2 separate regions of the Macaca mulatta genome follow, and region 2 is linked to region 1. A link is a contact called in public Hi-C data. All regions are on one chromosome and are shown on one strand. Each heading gives the region's core, a stretch centred on a gene start, on an enhancer-like site or on the middle of the called end of the contact. The rest is flanking DNA. Distances are from core to core; before and after follow the strand shown. Region 1 holds the start of ACAT2 (acetyl-CoA acetyltransferase 2). Region 2 holds the start of SOD2 (superoxide dismutase 2).

Region 1 (7,432 bases), core at 1,555-4,054:
TTATGATTCGAGATCTAGACATAATTTTTTTTTTTTTTTGAGACGGAGTTTCACTCCTGTTGCCCAGGCTGGAGTGCAATGGCGCAATCTCGGCTCACTGCAACCTCTACCTCCTGGGTTCAAGTGATTCTCCTGCCTCAGCTTCCTGAGTAGCTGGGATTACAGGCATGTGCCACCACGCCCAGCTAATTTTGTATTTTTAGTAGAGACGAGGTTTCTCCATATTGGTCAGGCTGGTCTCGAACTCACAACCTCAGGTGATCTGCCTGCCTCGGCCTCCCAAAGTGCTGGGATTACAGGCGTGGGCCACCGCACCCAGCCAAGACGTAATTTTTAAAATTACCTTCCAGCTGGCTGGGCGCGGTGGTTCACACCTGTAATCCCAGCACTTTGGGAGGTGGGCAGACCACAAGGTCAAGAGTTTGAGACCAGCCTGACCAACATGGTGAAACCCCGTCTTTACTAAAAATACAAAAATTAGCTGGTCATAGTGGCACAGGCCTGTAATCCCAGCTACTCGGGAGGCTGAGGCAGAAGAATCGCTTGAACCTGGGAGGTGGAGGTTGCGGTGAACCAAGATCGTGCCACTGTACTCCAGCTTGGGCGACAGAGTGAGACTCCATCTCAAAAGAAAAAAAAAAATTCCTCTTCTTTCCTTTATTCGTTATTCTTAGCCCCCATCTAGCCCATATAAGTAGGTAATAATATGAGTAGCTATAATGAGGACCCCTCAGGGAACAGATGCTGTTTGGCCACTCAACAGAAGCATGCAATTACCTTCTCAAGATTTGCTCCTAAACTTACTCTACATAGAGCCTTCAGGCAGGAAACAATATATTTCTTGTCTCCAGAAGAATATATTCATACTCATTCAAATGTGCTAGGCACTGGCCATAAAGAATGTATTGGTGTTCATTCATAATAAAGCAGTGTAACAGGATCATCTTGCAAAGCTTATATAGTCTGGTAGAGGAGACAGATAAACGAGGAATTATATGGTAAGTTGAAAGAGGAAGTTAGGGGTAAGATGCTGCACCAAATCCAGGAGATTGGAAGGTTTTTCTAGAAGAAGTAATGTTTAAGAGGAGTTTCAGAGGTAAATTTCTGGCTTGGTTAACAGAGAATAGTTACACTGCTCACTGAGATTAGAGAAGAAACAGGCTGGAAGAGTTTGGTTTCAATGTCAAATTTGAGGTGCTTATAGGAAATTTTATTTGTTTATTTATTTATGAGACACAGTTTCTCTCTGTCGCCCAGGCTGGAGTGCAGTGGTGTGATCTCGGCTCACTGAAACCTCTGCCTCCCAGGTTCAAGCGATTCTCCTATATCAGCCTCCCCAGTAGCTGGGATTACAGGCGCACGCCACCATGCCCGGCTAATTTTTGCATTTTATGGTAGAAATGGGATATCACCATGTTCGCCAGGCTGGTCTCAAACTGCTGATCTCAAATGATCCGCCCTCCTCGGCCTCCCAAAGTGCTGGGATTACAGGTGTGAGCCAGGGTGCCCGACCTGCTGCGCTTGTAAGAATTTAAATGAAGAGGGTCAGTTTAGGAGACTAGGTTAGATGTAAAGATTTCAGACTTGTCAGTATACAGGTGGTGACTGATGCTGTGGGAAGGACTGGTATTACCCAGGGAGCTGGTGCAAAGTAGGAGCCTTGGGGAACATGTTAAGGGGATGTCAGAGTAACCCCACAAAGCCTCAGAAGTGGCCAGAGAGTAAGGGGAAAATGGGATAGAATAGAGCAAAAGCCACGGGAGGCATTCCTTGAATTCCTTGGACTCAGATATGTTAGGGGACAGGAAACACATTCAAGATAACTGAAGAGACTTAACTATGCTGCTGAGTTCTTAGCAGGGGAGGCAGCTGATTTCACCACTATTCCAGACCCTAAAGATTTCTCCTGAAATTGCACTGTTATGCAACTTTTTTCCTTCTCTATTGCCCCACCTCTGGGGCGTACACTCTAGTTTATCTTCTCTGATTTATCTGACTCATCCACATATCTCTGCAAAGTCTTAATGTAGGTTTCCAGGATTTAATGATTCTTTCAATCTACTTTAAAGTTCTTCAGGAAGATTCTCCAGGTCCGTCAACAGTTTTCCCCTTCATGACTTTGTGACCAAGTTTTCTTGTTCCACTATCCAGGTGTTCCCAACAAGTTGCTGTAACGGTGGCCCTGATAAGCTTGCCTAGAACCCTAGAAAGCTCAGAAAAATTATGAACTTTGCCCAGTAAGAGGCTGGGAAGTCAGCAAGGGTTTTAAACAAAACTGACCCCACTTGTTATATGCTTTCACTGTCCAAACGTCAACCAAGGTAACTTTTCACTGTGGGACGTTAAGACGCTGCCGGCGTCCTCACCCCTTCACCACCAGAGCTGATCTTCGAAGGCCAGAGGGCGCCAGACCCACGGGGGCTCGCACCGAGACGCTCCCAGCAAGCCCCGTACGGGCCGGGCTCTCACTCGAGATTCTCGCCCGTGGGATTCCAGTCCCGGGCTGAACGAGAGTGAGTCTTTTGTCACACCCCACTCTTTACTGTTTCGAAAAACTCTAAGGTTAAAACAAAAAAGCCCAAAACGTCAAGACGGGGGACTCCAACACTGGGGTGTCTAGAAACACTGGGGTCTTCAGAAGCTCTGCACATGCGTCCGAGGTCCCCGGTTCTGCCCGCAGCCCCAGACCCCAACCTCACTTCCGCCCTGCGCCCCTCGAGCCTCGGCCCGCCCTGGCTCTGGCCTTGCGCCTGCGCACAGTGGGATGCGCGAGGAGGCGGGGGGCAGGGGGCGGGGCTACCTCAGGTCCCGCCCGTGGCGCGGCCTGTGGGCTGCGAGGAGGAGCCTTGCCTAACTTGCAGGCAGCGCAGGGCAGACGGCGGCAGGAGAAGCGGTCGTGGGCAGGATGAATGCAGGCTCAGATCCCGTGGTCATCGTCTCGGCGGCGCGGACCATCATAGGTGAGCGGCCGGCGGGCCTCGCGCAGAGTCCAAGGCGCCTGCTGCTTCGGCAGGAGCGCCGAGGGCCGGACTTGTGTAGGAGAGGAGCGTATGTGGAGGAAGCCGCTCAGGCCAAGCCTGGAGGACCTGCGGGATCCTTGGAACCCCGGGCCTCCCGCGTTCCCTGACCTGGCGCGACAGCCCCACCTTCTCCTCTCCCGATGTGCGCACTCCGTCCCTCGTGCTCTGATTGGCTCCCAGGGTAGAGCCATCGCGTGGCCTGCGTCTCCCATTGGTTGGCGTAGGAAGGCGTTCTTCTGCGGGTCCCCTGATTGGCCGACTCCGGGAGGCGCCATCGGTAATGCCTGTGGCAGGGGCGTAACTGCTAGGTGGTCTGAGCAGGGCTTTGGGCTGGGGTCCGGCTGTCACACAATGGCTGGAAGTCGCGACTTCGTCTCCTTCGTGCCACATGGTTTTCAAAGCCCTTGATCCGCCAGTTCCTTTTGTTTGGGAACCATGGGGCCGCATCCAGTCGTTCGGATTTGGGGAAATAGAAGGGGTACAGCGGCGTCCCTAGGCCGTTCCGAAGGTCGCTTGTCTGGCCCTCGGCCACTGCGAGTCCTGGCACCCACCTTGACCTTTGCTCAGACCAGCAGGTGTGGGAACGTGTGGGAGGAGGGGCACTGCCTCCTCGCGGTGGCCTTGCCAAACAGCGTCATGAGGCCCCGCTGCTCCTCGGTGGTTTCTACATTACCCACAGGTTTGTGATGTCCGCGCTCTCCGCCTTTCTACTGCAGGTTCCTTCAATGGTGCCTTAGCTACTGTTCCTGTCCAGGACCTGGGCGCAACTGTCATCAAAGAAGTCTTGAAGAGGGCCACTGTGGTTCCAGAAGATGTGTCTGAGGTCATCTTTGGACATGTTTTGGCAGCAGGTAACTCTCAGTGATTCCAGGAGAAGTCAAGCTTATTAGAAACAGCCCATAAACGCGCACACGCACACACACACACACACACACACACACTCTCACTCAAGTTCTTGCCTCCATGCTTTTGCTCAGAGTTCCCTCTGTTAAGATTCCTCTTGTGGCCCCTTCTTCCAGCCCTGTCAGTAGCTTCTATCCAGTTTGAGACTCAGCTTCTTGGCCAGGCAGGGTGGCTCCCACCTGTAATCCCAGCACTTTGGGAGGCCGAGGAGGAAGGATCACTTGAGGCCAGAAGTTTGAGATCAGCCTGGGCAACAAAGCAAGACCCTGTCTCTACAAAAAATAAAATAATTAGCCAGGCATGATGGTCTGTGCCTCCCAACTACTGGAGAGGCTGAGGTGGGAGGATCACTTGAGCCCAGGAGTTTGAATCTGCAGTGATTGTGTCACTCACTGCATTCCATCCTGGGTGACAGACTGAGACCCTTTCTCTAAACAAACAAAAAGTCTTCGCTTCATTAATATGCTTTTTGTGAATGAACTTAGACCACTGACCTATACTGCCTTTTCATTCTTAAGACGCAGGGCCAGCCAGGCATGGTGGCTCATGCCTGTAATCCCAGCACTTTGGGAGGCCAAGGCGGGTGGACCATGAGGTCAGGAGATCAAGACCATCCTGGCTAACACGGTGAAACCCTGTGTCTACTAAAAATACAAAAAATTGGCCGGGCGTGGTGGCGGGTGCCTGTAGTCTCAGCTACTCGGGAGGCTGAGACAGGAGAATGGCGTGAACCCGGGAGGCAGAGCTTGCACTGAGCTGAGATTGTGCCCCTGCACTCCAGTCTGGGCGACACAGTGAGACTCCGTCTCAAAAAAAAAAAAAAAAAAAAAAAAAAAAGCAGGGCCAGCCTGATGCATTGGAAAGTATGCCTGCTCCTCCTTATTACCTCAGAGTGTCAGTCATTCACCAAAAACTTATTCAGTTCCTCCTGTGTGCCCCATATTGTGCTTAGTGCTGGGAGTATGGCTCCAACAATACAGGTAAGTTCCCTGCCCCTCTTAGGACTCAGTTCTGAGCTTGGAAAATAGGTGCCACATCATGCCCCTTGCAAATGGGGCATAATACTCCCTAGAGGAATATAACTGAGTCCTGAGAGTGCCCCCATCTTCTGATTCTTTGGGTTTCAACACTCCTAATTAATTAATTATTATTATTATTTAAAGAGACAGGGTCTTACTCTGTCATTCAGGCTGGAATGCAGTGGTGTAATAAATCAGAGCCCACTATAACCTCAAACTCCTGGACTCAAGGTATCCTCCCACCTGAGCCTCTGGAATAGCTGGGATTACAAGAGCAGGCCACCACACCTGGTTAATTTTTAAAATTATTTTGTAGAAGTGGAGTCTCTGTCTGTTGCCAAGGCACGTGTGCAGTGGCTGTTCACAGGCACAATCATGGTGCACCATGGCCTTGAACTTCTGAGCTAACTGGGACTACCGGTGCATGTCTACTAAGTTTAAGGCTTTTAAAGCACTGTGCTGAGTGCTTTCCTTTCATTTCCTCATTTAATCTTCCCCACAAGTCTGTTATATCCTATTATCTTCATTTTACAAATGAATAAATGAGAGTTTGAGAGGTTAAATGACTTACCAGGGTTGCAGTTTGAAGTGGAGCTAGCACTTGAACTTAGATCAGTCTTATTCCTTAAGCCAGATACCTTCTACAATCATGTAACAAATGTTTATTGAGCACCTACTTTGTGCCAGGCACTATTTTAGCAGCTGGAGATAAGCAGTGCTCATATCAGACAGAAATTCTCATTCTCATGAAGCTCATAGTATGCTAAATGTTAGCATTATTAATTATGTTAGCACCTCATTTTTTTTTTTTTTGAGATGGAGTCACGCTCTGTCGCCTAAGCTGGTGGAGTGTAGCCGTACGATCTTAGCTCACTGCAACCTCCGTCTCTCAGGTTCAAACAATTCTCCTGCTTCAGCCTCCTGAGTAGCTGGGATTACAGGCACTTACCACCATGCCCAGCTAATTTTTGTATTTGTAGTAGAGACGGGTTTCACCACGTTGGCCAGGCTGGTCTTGAACTCCTGACCTCAAGTAATCTGCCCCGGTTGGCCACCCAACGTGCCGGGATTACAGGTGTGAGCCACTGCTCCCAGCCTAAGGCGCTGCGCCCGGCCTGTCTTTTTAATATGTATGTGATCCCGCATATATTTTCAGTCTCAAGTAACCTTACCTGTTTTTAGTTTCCAGCCTAATCCCAGATTGATAACATTGTGATGAATATAATCTCTAAGTTTTTGTCAGTAACTTATTTGCTAGTTCTTCCCCACAAACTCACTAAGGAAGGGTGGTAGGTATGAATATATCTGAAACTTGGAATAGAGTAATCACTGTGTAGACATTTACCGTTGACTCTGATAACAGACAATGGTGATTGAGAATATTTGAAACTTTTAACTCCATTCTATTCTGTGCTACTTTAAGTAAATTATGTATTTTTTCCCAACTAAATGAAGTCCCGTAGTTGAATTATAAAAAGGTATTTGTGTTTCAGTACTCAGAATAAGAAAAAAAAGGTATTTGTGAATTCTGAGTTTGTATATATCTTGTTATATAACCATTTAAGCATAGTGTGATGGATACTAAGCAAGAACAGAACTGCTTATTGTCAAAGGTTTTCCTTTTTAAGTAACCTCTTTTCTTCTCAAGTGTCTTAAGCCATGATCCTGGGAGCAAATGGCGCTAGTTAGAAACACTGATAATGCCTAGGTTATATCCTGTGTTTATTAGACATAGGTTTGATAATGCTTATTTAAGCCCTATCTTTTTTTTTTTTTCCTTTTTTTAAGACGGAGTTTCACTCTTGTTGCCCAGGTTGGAGTGCAGTGGCGCAATCTCGGCTCACCACAACCTCCGCCTACCGGGTTCAAGCAATTCTCCTGCCTCAGCCTCCCAAGTAACTGAGATTACAGGCATGCGCCACCACGCCTGGCTAATTTTGTATTTTTAGTAGAAACAGAGTTTCTCCATGTTGGTCAGGCTGGTCTCAAACTCCCGACCTCAGGTGATCTGCCCTCCTTGGCCTCCCAAAGTGCTGGGATTACAGGTGTGAGCCACCGCGCCTGGCTATTTAAACCCTATCAAAAGATGAGGATGATACCTCTTTCTTAAGGTATTAATGACTTCTTTATGGAGGAGAAAGCCTATATCTATGAAATACCTACAGAGCAGCACAAGACAGTATATATTCAAGGGCTAGAGTATGACAGGTGGAGATTGTAGACAGGCCTTTTTGCCTCCAGTGGGCACTTACCTGACCTGTAGGCTTTCAGAAGTGGCAGGTAACCCAACTGGTAATTTTACACACACTTTCACTGTGACATTTTGTCTTTCTCCCTGATTGCTAAGAGTTCTCTGTGTTCCTCTGTGTTCCTCTTTCTAGGCTGTGGGCAGAATCCTGTTAGACAAGCCAGTGTGGGTGCAGGAATTCCCTACTCTGTGCCAGCATGGAGCTGCCAGATGATCTGTGGGTCAGGCCTAAAAGCTGTGTG
Region 2 (7,435 bases), core at 1,569-4,068, 65 kb before region 1:
AAAGGAACATACATAGGCAATGCTGCTTTCTGAAACAAGCTCCAGTTGTTCAGCAATTCAGAAAGGAGGAGAGGACCAAGTGATATCTGAATACATGGCTAATCTCGAAGGGTTATTTAAAGACACCAACTTTTTTTTTCCTTTGCTAGGTTTACAAATAATTTTCTTATAGAACTGTGTTTCCCTTATTAAAGTTGATTGAGAGTCACCCTAAAAATAAATGTAAGTTTTCTATTATTTTTTAATAAATCAATAGTAACTCAATTTTTCAAATGGGAAAGATACATGCTTAATGAGAGATAATTTAATAATCTTAACATCTTACAGTTTGCTTACTCATTTTAAAATTAATAAAAATTGAGGGCTTCATATCTGCTTTTAAGAACACTTTTCTGAAATTCAACATTTTATTTGGCTTCAGTTTAGTTTTTGCCTCAAATAATAATAAAAGTCAAATGCTTTGGGTTGAAAAATATTCATTAATCAGTTACATGTGATGAGATTATGACATTGTTTTACCTTTTTTCCCCAAGATTTCAAACAAGAAAATCTAACTTTTTAATAATTTTAAAAATATGTTTAAGTAAAAGAAAGCTCTGCAGATACTCACTTATAAACAATATAGTAAAATATAAAGCTTTTTTCCAGTGGGTTGTATTACATAAGTAAAGCTCTGATTCCAGAAGTAAAGGACTGAAATTAAGTTGTTTTTAAAATACCGAAGAGAAAGCTTTCCGGGTGTCAGATGTTGCCTTACAGGAATTACTTTCACAACTGGGGTATTCCCCAGTCTCTCCCCATTACATGTTTCCCAAATTTGTTATTTCCTAAATCACGGGGCCTTTTCCCGTAATTCAAGGTTCATCTGTCTCAAGCAAATCTTCCAGAATGTGGTAACTTCCTCCTCTTTTAGTTTAGTCATTTACTTCAAACACAATCAGGCTGAAATACCGCACTTTTCCACTAGATGCCTCCAGTCAACAAGATGTCACTGCGTAAAAAATTACTCAACAAATTTCATAACCCCGAAATTCAAAACATTTAAGGAAAAGTAAACACTTTGTACTACCTAGCTTACCAAGCAATACAGAGTCTGAAAACATGACTATTGATTATCTTCCTTGCGCATACTACTAACGAATAGATTAAGAGGACACTACTATTTTGTAAAAAAAACGTTAAAACATAACATTCCCATACACACCCACAAACGGCCCAGACTCAAAAAGTCCACATACCCCTGGTTTTACCAACCAAGTTCTTGAGGGGAAAAAAAAAAGTTAACGCCATATTTTTTAATTGCATTACAAATATGAGTAAATAGTAAATAAAAACAAGCCTATTTCAGTTTCCCACTGAAGGGCTATTTTCCTTGTGAACTTTGACCCCTAACTGAAATCAAGAAAAGTATCCAGTCTAAAGATCCTGAACTGTTCCACAGTTAGGTTACTGCTTTACCAGTTAGGTTACTGCTTTTTTGGTAACGCACACCACAGTGGTGTGCCTCCTCTTCTCCCACCTGAAGTCAACAAGTGGGCTCAGTGAAGTTTCCCCTGCAGGGTTGCTGGGGACGCAGGGAGTCTCCAAGTCCTAGGCTGGACTCCCGACCCTGTTTGCTCTCAGGAAGATGACCAGGACCACGGTTCCTAGCACGGAGTAGTGTCCTCCTGTCTCCCACCTTCAGTGTGACCTGGCAGCAAGGCGCCACTCCCACTTCTATCAGGAGGTGACCCTGACACTCAGAGACACTCAGAGACACTTGCGGACCTGATGATGTCTGGGCCGCCAGTGGACAGGCGCTCTCAGCCCTCCTGCAAACGGCTGGCACACCTACCTGAGAGACCAAACATTTCGCCAAAACACATTATACAACAAGAACAATTTTAGTTTGCAAAAAAAACGAGTGACACAGTAGAGCTTTCTTTTCAGGCCCTACAATTCACTAGTGCTGGCAATATGGGTAACGGAATGTGGCTTACAACACTAAGACAAACTCCTTCGCAGGACCCCAAGTTCCCTGAGATGACAGAAGTGTGTTCAAACCCATCGAGGCACTCCTTCTACAACGAGGTAGACCATGTGTTTAAGAGAGACTACTGTGCCTGGAAAACTCGGAACCGGTACAAACGCGAAGCGGGTTCTCCCCCACGGAGAGGCCCATTCGTGTGGGGCCCGGGTCCCCTGGGGTCGCCTCTGTCGGGGACTGCCTCCCGCCGCTCAGCCTGGAACCTACCCTTGGCCAACGCCTCCTGGTACTTCTCCTCGGTAACGTTCAGGTTGTTCACGTAGGCCGCGTGGTGCTTGCTGTGGTGCAGCTGCATGATCTGCGCGTTGATGTGAGGCTCCAGGGCGCCGTAGTCGTAGGGCAGGTCGGGGAGGCTGTGTTTCTGCCTGGAGCCCAGATACCCCAAAGCCGGCGCCAACTGCCTGCCGGTGCTGAAGACGCGAAAGCACAGCCCGGTCAGTCCGCGCCGCGGGACAGTCTACGCAGGCTGGGTTGCCGAGGAACGGCAGCGCGCGGCGTCCCCCGAGACCCCGCGTCCCCTCCCTGCGGATCCCCGCTCCAGCCGCCGCGCCGCGCACTCCCGGGAGAACCGCCCGCAGGTGCCCCGGCCCCGCCAGGCCCGGTGCGGCCACTGTCGCCATCGCCGCGGAGGCCCTGCCCGCCGCGCGCCCCTTCGCCCTTGGGGCCTTGACCGGGTCCCCTTTCGTCTCACCCGCAAACTGCCCGGCTCAACATGCTGCTAGTGCTGGTGTTGGTGCTGATGCCGCCAATCTGCTGAAGCCGCTATAGAGGCCGCCACAGCCACAACTGCGGCTCCTGCGCCGCCCGCCGGCCTTAAGAGAGCGCGGGGAACAGCGCCGCGACCCCAGCTGCGCCGCAAGGGCACCGCCGCCCCGCCCCCCCGCGGGCCCCGCCCCGCGCCCGCCGCGCCCAACCGGGGGGGCACGCAGGGCGCCCCCGGGCCTGTCCCGCCCGCCCGCGCTTGCCGTACACCCCGCGCCCAGGGCAGGGGAGAAAGAGGACTGCAGGCTAGCCTCGGCCTCGGCAACCTCGCTGCCTGTCTGCCTTACTTGGGCGGCGCGCGGCCGAGGGAAGGCGGCCCCTGTCCCCGTGGAGTTGGTACGGCCCGAAGGCCCTGCCTCCGGCTCCCCCAGATCCGGGTGCCGGCGGGGATCGCGCTGCACGAGGCGGCTGCGGCACCTGCCCCTGAGCTTTGGTTACGCTGGGGCGGCCGCGGGGTCCAGAGGCCTGACTGCAAGAAGACGTTCGTACCCTCCCAGGGCCCCCGGGGCCGTTCCTAGGGAAGACCGGGCCTAGCTGCTGGTCAGCGCCGCCCAGCTGGCCTATGAGCGGAGGGTAGAGCCAGCGCCCTTCCAACCCGTATTCAGCACTCCTGCGCCGTGCCCTTGCTTTGCAAGTAAGCTGACCTTGGGACCTCCTCCAGGACAGCAGGCACACGACTTTGTCCCCACCGGCTGGCTACCTAAGAACAGTTCTTGGACACCTACGACTTGCCCGAGACTGCAGGCAGGATTTGCACACATTTATCTTTATTTTACCCCTAGGGTTGGTATTGTTGATTCCAGTTGACAACGAAATCCTGAGGTTAAGCAGCTTCGCCTGGGTATAGTTACTAAGTGAGTCAGGACTAGTTCCTACTTTCCTGACTACTAAGCCCTGGCAGTCATGTTTTGTGTGTTTACAGTAACTCTGTCAACCAACTGTTCAGGATAACATAAAAGGACAACAGAGGATTCTTTCCTGCGCTGTCTAGTAAGCTGTTAAGTATCAAGTGCTCTCTCAACAGTTAAACAACAATCCCGAATGGTGTGAATCTTCCATGTGTAGAGGTTAGGAAATCTACACTGCCATTGGCGGGAGTTACCCCTTTATTGAAGAGAATATGATGGAAGGTAGCAGGTGCTGAACCGTTTCCGTTGCTTCTTGCAACCCCGGTACAGCCCTCCCAAGGATGACTAGGCTTCTGGTAAGTGGAATGGGAAAACATTCAGGCAAAGAGGAACCACCTGAATTTGGCTTCACAACAGGAAGGGCTGGGCTTGTTTACAGACATCAGAAGAATGTAACTAGGGCTACGTGTTGGGGTGAAGAAGGAAATTCAGGCTGGGACCAGGTTATAGATACGCTTTTTAAAAGTTATTATTTATATATTTTTGAGACACGGTCTCGCTCTGTCGCTCAGGCTGGAGTGCAGTGTCGCGATGTTGGCTCACTGCAACCTCTGCCTCCCAGGTTCAACTGATTCTCCTGCCTCAGCCTCCGGAGTCGCTGGAATTACAGGCGTGCGCTTTCACGCCCCGCATTTTTTTTTTTTTTTTTTTGTACTTTTGGTAGAGATAGGGCTTCACTATGTTGGCCAGGATGGTCTCAAACACCTGACCTCAAGTGATCCGCCTGCCTCAGCCTCCCAAAGTGCTTAGATTACAGGTAGGAGCCACCGCACCCAGCCTATAGATACCCTTAAAACGCAGACGAGCAGAGATTTCATGTGGTGGTTAATGGGAAGCTGAGAAACATTTCTGCTGAAGTGAGACACACTGAAGGTGGTTTTTCAGGCAAGGTGGTCTGGTACTGACTTGGGTGGATGAAGGGAGTGCAGGCTAGTTAGGAAGCTGGTACATTCGTCTCAGCAGGAGGTACTGCAGGTCACTTTTAGGGCACTAGCTATGAGAACTGGAAGAAAAGGGCATTTTGATGGATGAACCAACAGGATTCAGAGACAGATCAGTCATTGTAATAGAAAGACTTGATCTAGTGGTAATAAAATATTCCTATAGGGAGACTGAGCTCAGGCTACTTGCACTACTTGTTTGTACAGAGAGTGATACTTTGAGATTAAAGTAACTCCTAGGACATGCCCTTTAGAACAAGCACCAAACGTTGGGGGCTGGTAGGACTGACAGCAGCAGTCAGGTAGAAGGATCTTCAACATCACACCTGTCATCAGCTACATCATTACAAAACACTACCATGACTGTGAGCGCATCCAAGGTTGTGGGATATGGGAGGTAAAAGAAAAGTTTATCACTTTGTCTACCACACCCAGTGAATAGGCTCCGTTTTCTTTTTCTTTTTGTCGCCCAGGCTGGAGTGCAGTGGCGTGATCATGGCTCATTGCAGCAACTTGCTGGACTCATGTGATTCTCCCACCTCAGCCTCCCAAGCTGGAACTACAGGTGCATACCACCATGCCTGGCTAATTTTTTGTATTTTTTGTAGAAACAGAGTTTTGCCATGTTGCCCAGGCTGGTCTCAAACTCCTCGGCTCAAGTGATCCTCCCACCTCGGCCTCCCAAAGTGCTGGGATTTATATAAGCTTGAGCCACCGCACCTGGCTGCCTTTTTTTTAGGTGGCCACTGTAGGGGTTACTGAATGGCCTCAGAAGTTAGATTACAGTCGATTGAGCTGTGTCCCATTTCTCCAGCCAGCTCAGGACGTCCTCTGCAACATCAGGACACCATGAATATGGATTTCTCATAAACTTCCTAAGGCTACATCGCAGCCAGCCATCCTGAGACCCACCACAGTGCAGACCTATATATTGTTTGGAAGAGGCAACCAATGTGGGTTGAGATGAAGTCATTTTGAGCCAGGTATTAACTGCATTCATATTCCAGTAACAGATCCAGCCACAGTTTCTTAAACACAGAAGAGTGTATTCCCTCATGTAACAAAGATCTGGGGCAGTCAGTCCTGGGTTGGGATGAAATTCCAGTCATCAAGGATGCAGGCTTTCTGTCTTCAAAGCTGCCTCATGGCCCATAATAGCTTCCACAGCACCAGCAACCTCATCTCCTTTCTAGGAAAGGGGAAGCACAAAAGACTGGCCTCCCACTATCTCCCCCAACCTTTTTTTTTCTTTCTTTCTTTTTGAATCAGAGTCTTGCTTTGTTGCCACGCTGGAGTGCAGTGGTGCGATCTCAGCTCACTGCAACCTCCACCTCCCGAGTTCAAGTGATTCTCCTGCCTTAGCCTCCTGAGTAGCTGGGATTACAGGTGTGTGCCACCATGCCTGGCTAATTTTTGTATTTTTAGTGGAGCTGGGGTTTCACTGTGTTGGCCAACCTGGTCTCGAATCCTAACCTAAAGTGATCTGCCTGCATCAGCCTCCGAAAGTGCTGGGATTACAGGCCTGAGCCACCGCGCCTGGCCCCACTATCTCCATTTTAAGGATCCTTTGTAGTAGATTCACCCAACAAATTCCACTCACTGCTCACTCGTCAAAATTAGGTACAAGGCTACCTAGCACAGCCTAGCTACAAAGGAAGCTGAGAAATGTAGTCAGGTATGGGGCCAGGTGCAGTGGTTCATGCTTGTAATCCCAGCTCTTTGAGAGGCTGAGGTGGGAAGACTGCTTGAGGCCAGGAGTTTGAGACCAGCTTGGGCAACATAGCAAGTCTCTGTCTCTACCAAAAAAAGGTAGCCGGGTGTGGTAGCACGTGCCTGCAGTCCTAGCTATGCAGGAGGCTGAGGGTAGGAGGATCACTTGAGACCAGGACTTTGAGGCTGCAATGAGTTATGATTGTGCCACCTTACTCCAGTCTGGGCAAGAGAGGTAGACACACACACACAGACGTAGTCAGCTTTGCACATCTGAAGTCAGAAAAAACTTGCAATTCTGTACCTACAAGGGAAAATGAGTTTTAAAAAATCGTCATTGCTACGTATCCTCCTATGAGGCATTATTTCCACATGCTTTGACATAAACTGATCATTAACGGAATTATCTTAGCTACATTCTCTTGTTTTTCTTTCCTCCTGCCTGTGGTTTGTGGGGGTTTTTTCTGCTTTTTTAAAATTTGGGATCACAAATCTTATCCAGGCAATTCTCTTATCTGAGAATTGGTTGTACCAACCTGTCCTTTGCAAGATTGGTATTGTTAATAGGACCAAAAGTAGTACTTAAATTGCTAAAATGAAATGATCTAGGCTAAAAGAGAAAATGGTTATAGAGATATATTAAGGTTTCAACGTGAGCTTAATTTTTTTCCCCACTTCAGGCAAAATTACGATTAGATTGCATCCTCAAAGAACACATTAACTATTAGAAAGGAAAGGAGTAGCTTGGTTCAGAACAAAAGTGTTCTGTTAAACAAAGGGATAAAGTGGACACGTGTGGCAGGTAATCACGAGTTGATTCTATCCATAAAGGGAAGAGGGAATCAGCATCATTGAGCAGATCCTCCATGTTGCTAGCTACTAAGTCAAATGCTTTATTCCTTCTGTAAGCAAAGATAGTGACTTGACCAAGGTCACTCATAGAGCTAGTAGGTAGTAAGGGGGATATGAATGTACGGTTGACCCCTGAACAATGCAGTGTCAGGGGTGCTGACCCCTTCAGTCAGAAATCTGCGTATAGGCCCAGCACTGTGGCTCATGCCTGTAATCCTAGCACTTTGGAAGGCCGA

What was found. Hi-C and Micro-C count contacts between places; a contact is called where the count stands out from the background.
Region 2: a contact with region 1 is called in a Hi-C map of liver, with 2.2 times the contacts expected there. The contact joins the promoter of SOD2 here to the promoter of ACAT2 in region 1. A contact is called at or near these places in 2 of 14 Hi-C or Micro-C datasets (cortical neurons and liver).

The regions. Positions count from the first base shown.
Region 1 is chr4:12,243,952-12,251,383 of T2T-MMU8v2.0, reverse strand. ACAT2 (acetyl-CoA acetyltransferase 2) reads left to right here and starts at 2,804. Exons shown (of 9, transcript XM_015137627.3): 1 at 2,804-2,960; 2 at 3,737-3,871; 3 at 7,324-7,432. The coding sequence starts at 2,906. It overlaps TCP1 (t-complex 1), which reads right to left. Exons shown (of 20, transcript NM_001257728.1): 18 at 7,325-7,432; 19 at 3,739-3,872; 20 at 2,795-2,962.
Region 2 is chr4:12,309,218-12,316,652 of T2T-MMU8v2.0, reverse strand. It overlaps SOD2 (superoxide dismutase 2), which reads right to left and starts at 2,818. Exons shown (of 6, transcript NM_001032805.2): 1 at 2,718-2,818; 2 at 2,234-2,436. The coding sequence starts at 2,740. It overlaps LOC144340255 (a long non-coding RNA gene), which reads left to right and starts at 3,854. Exons shown (of 2, transcript XR_013416151.1): 1 at 3,854-3,992.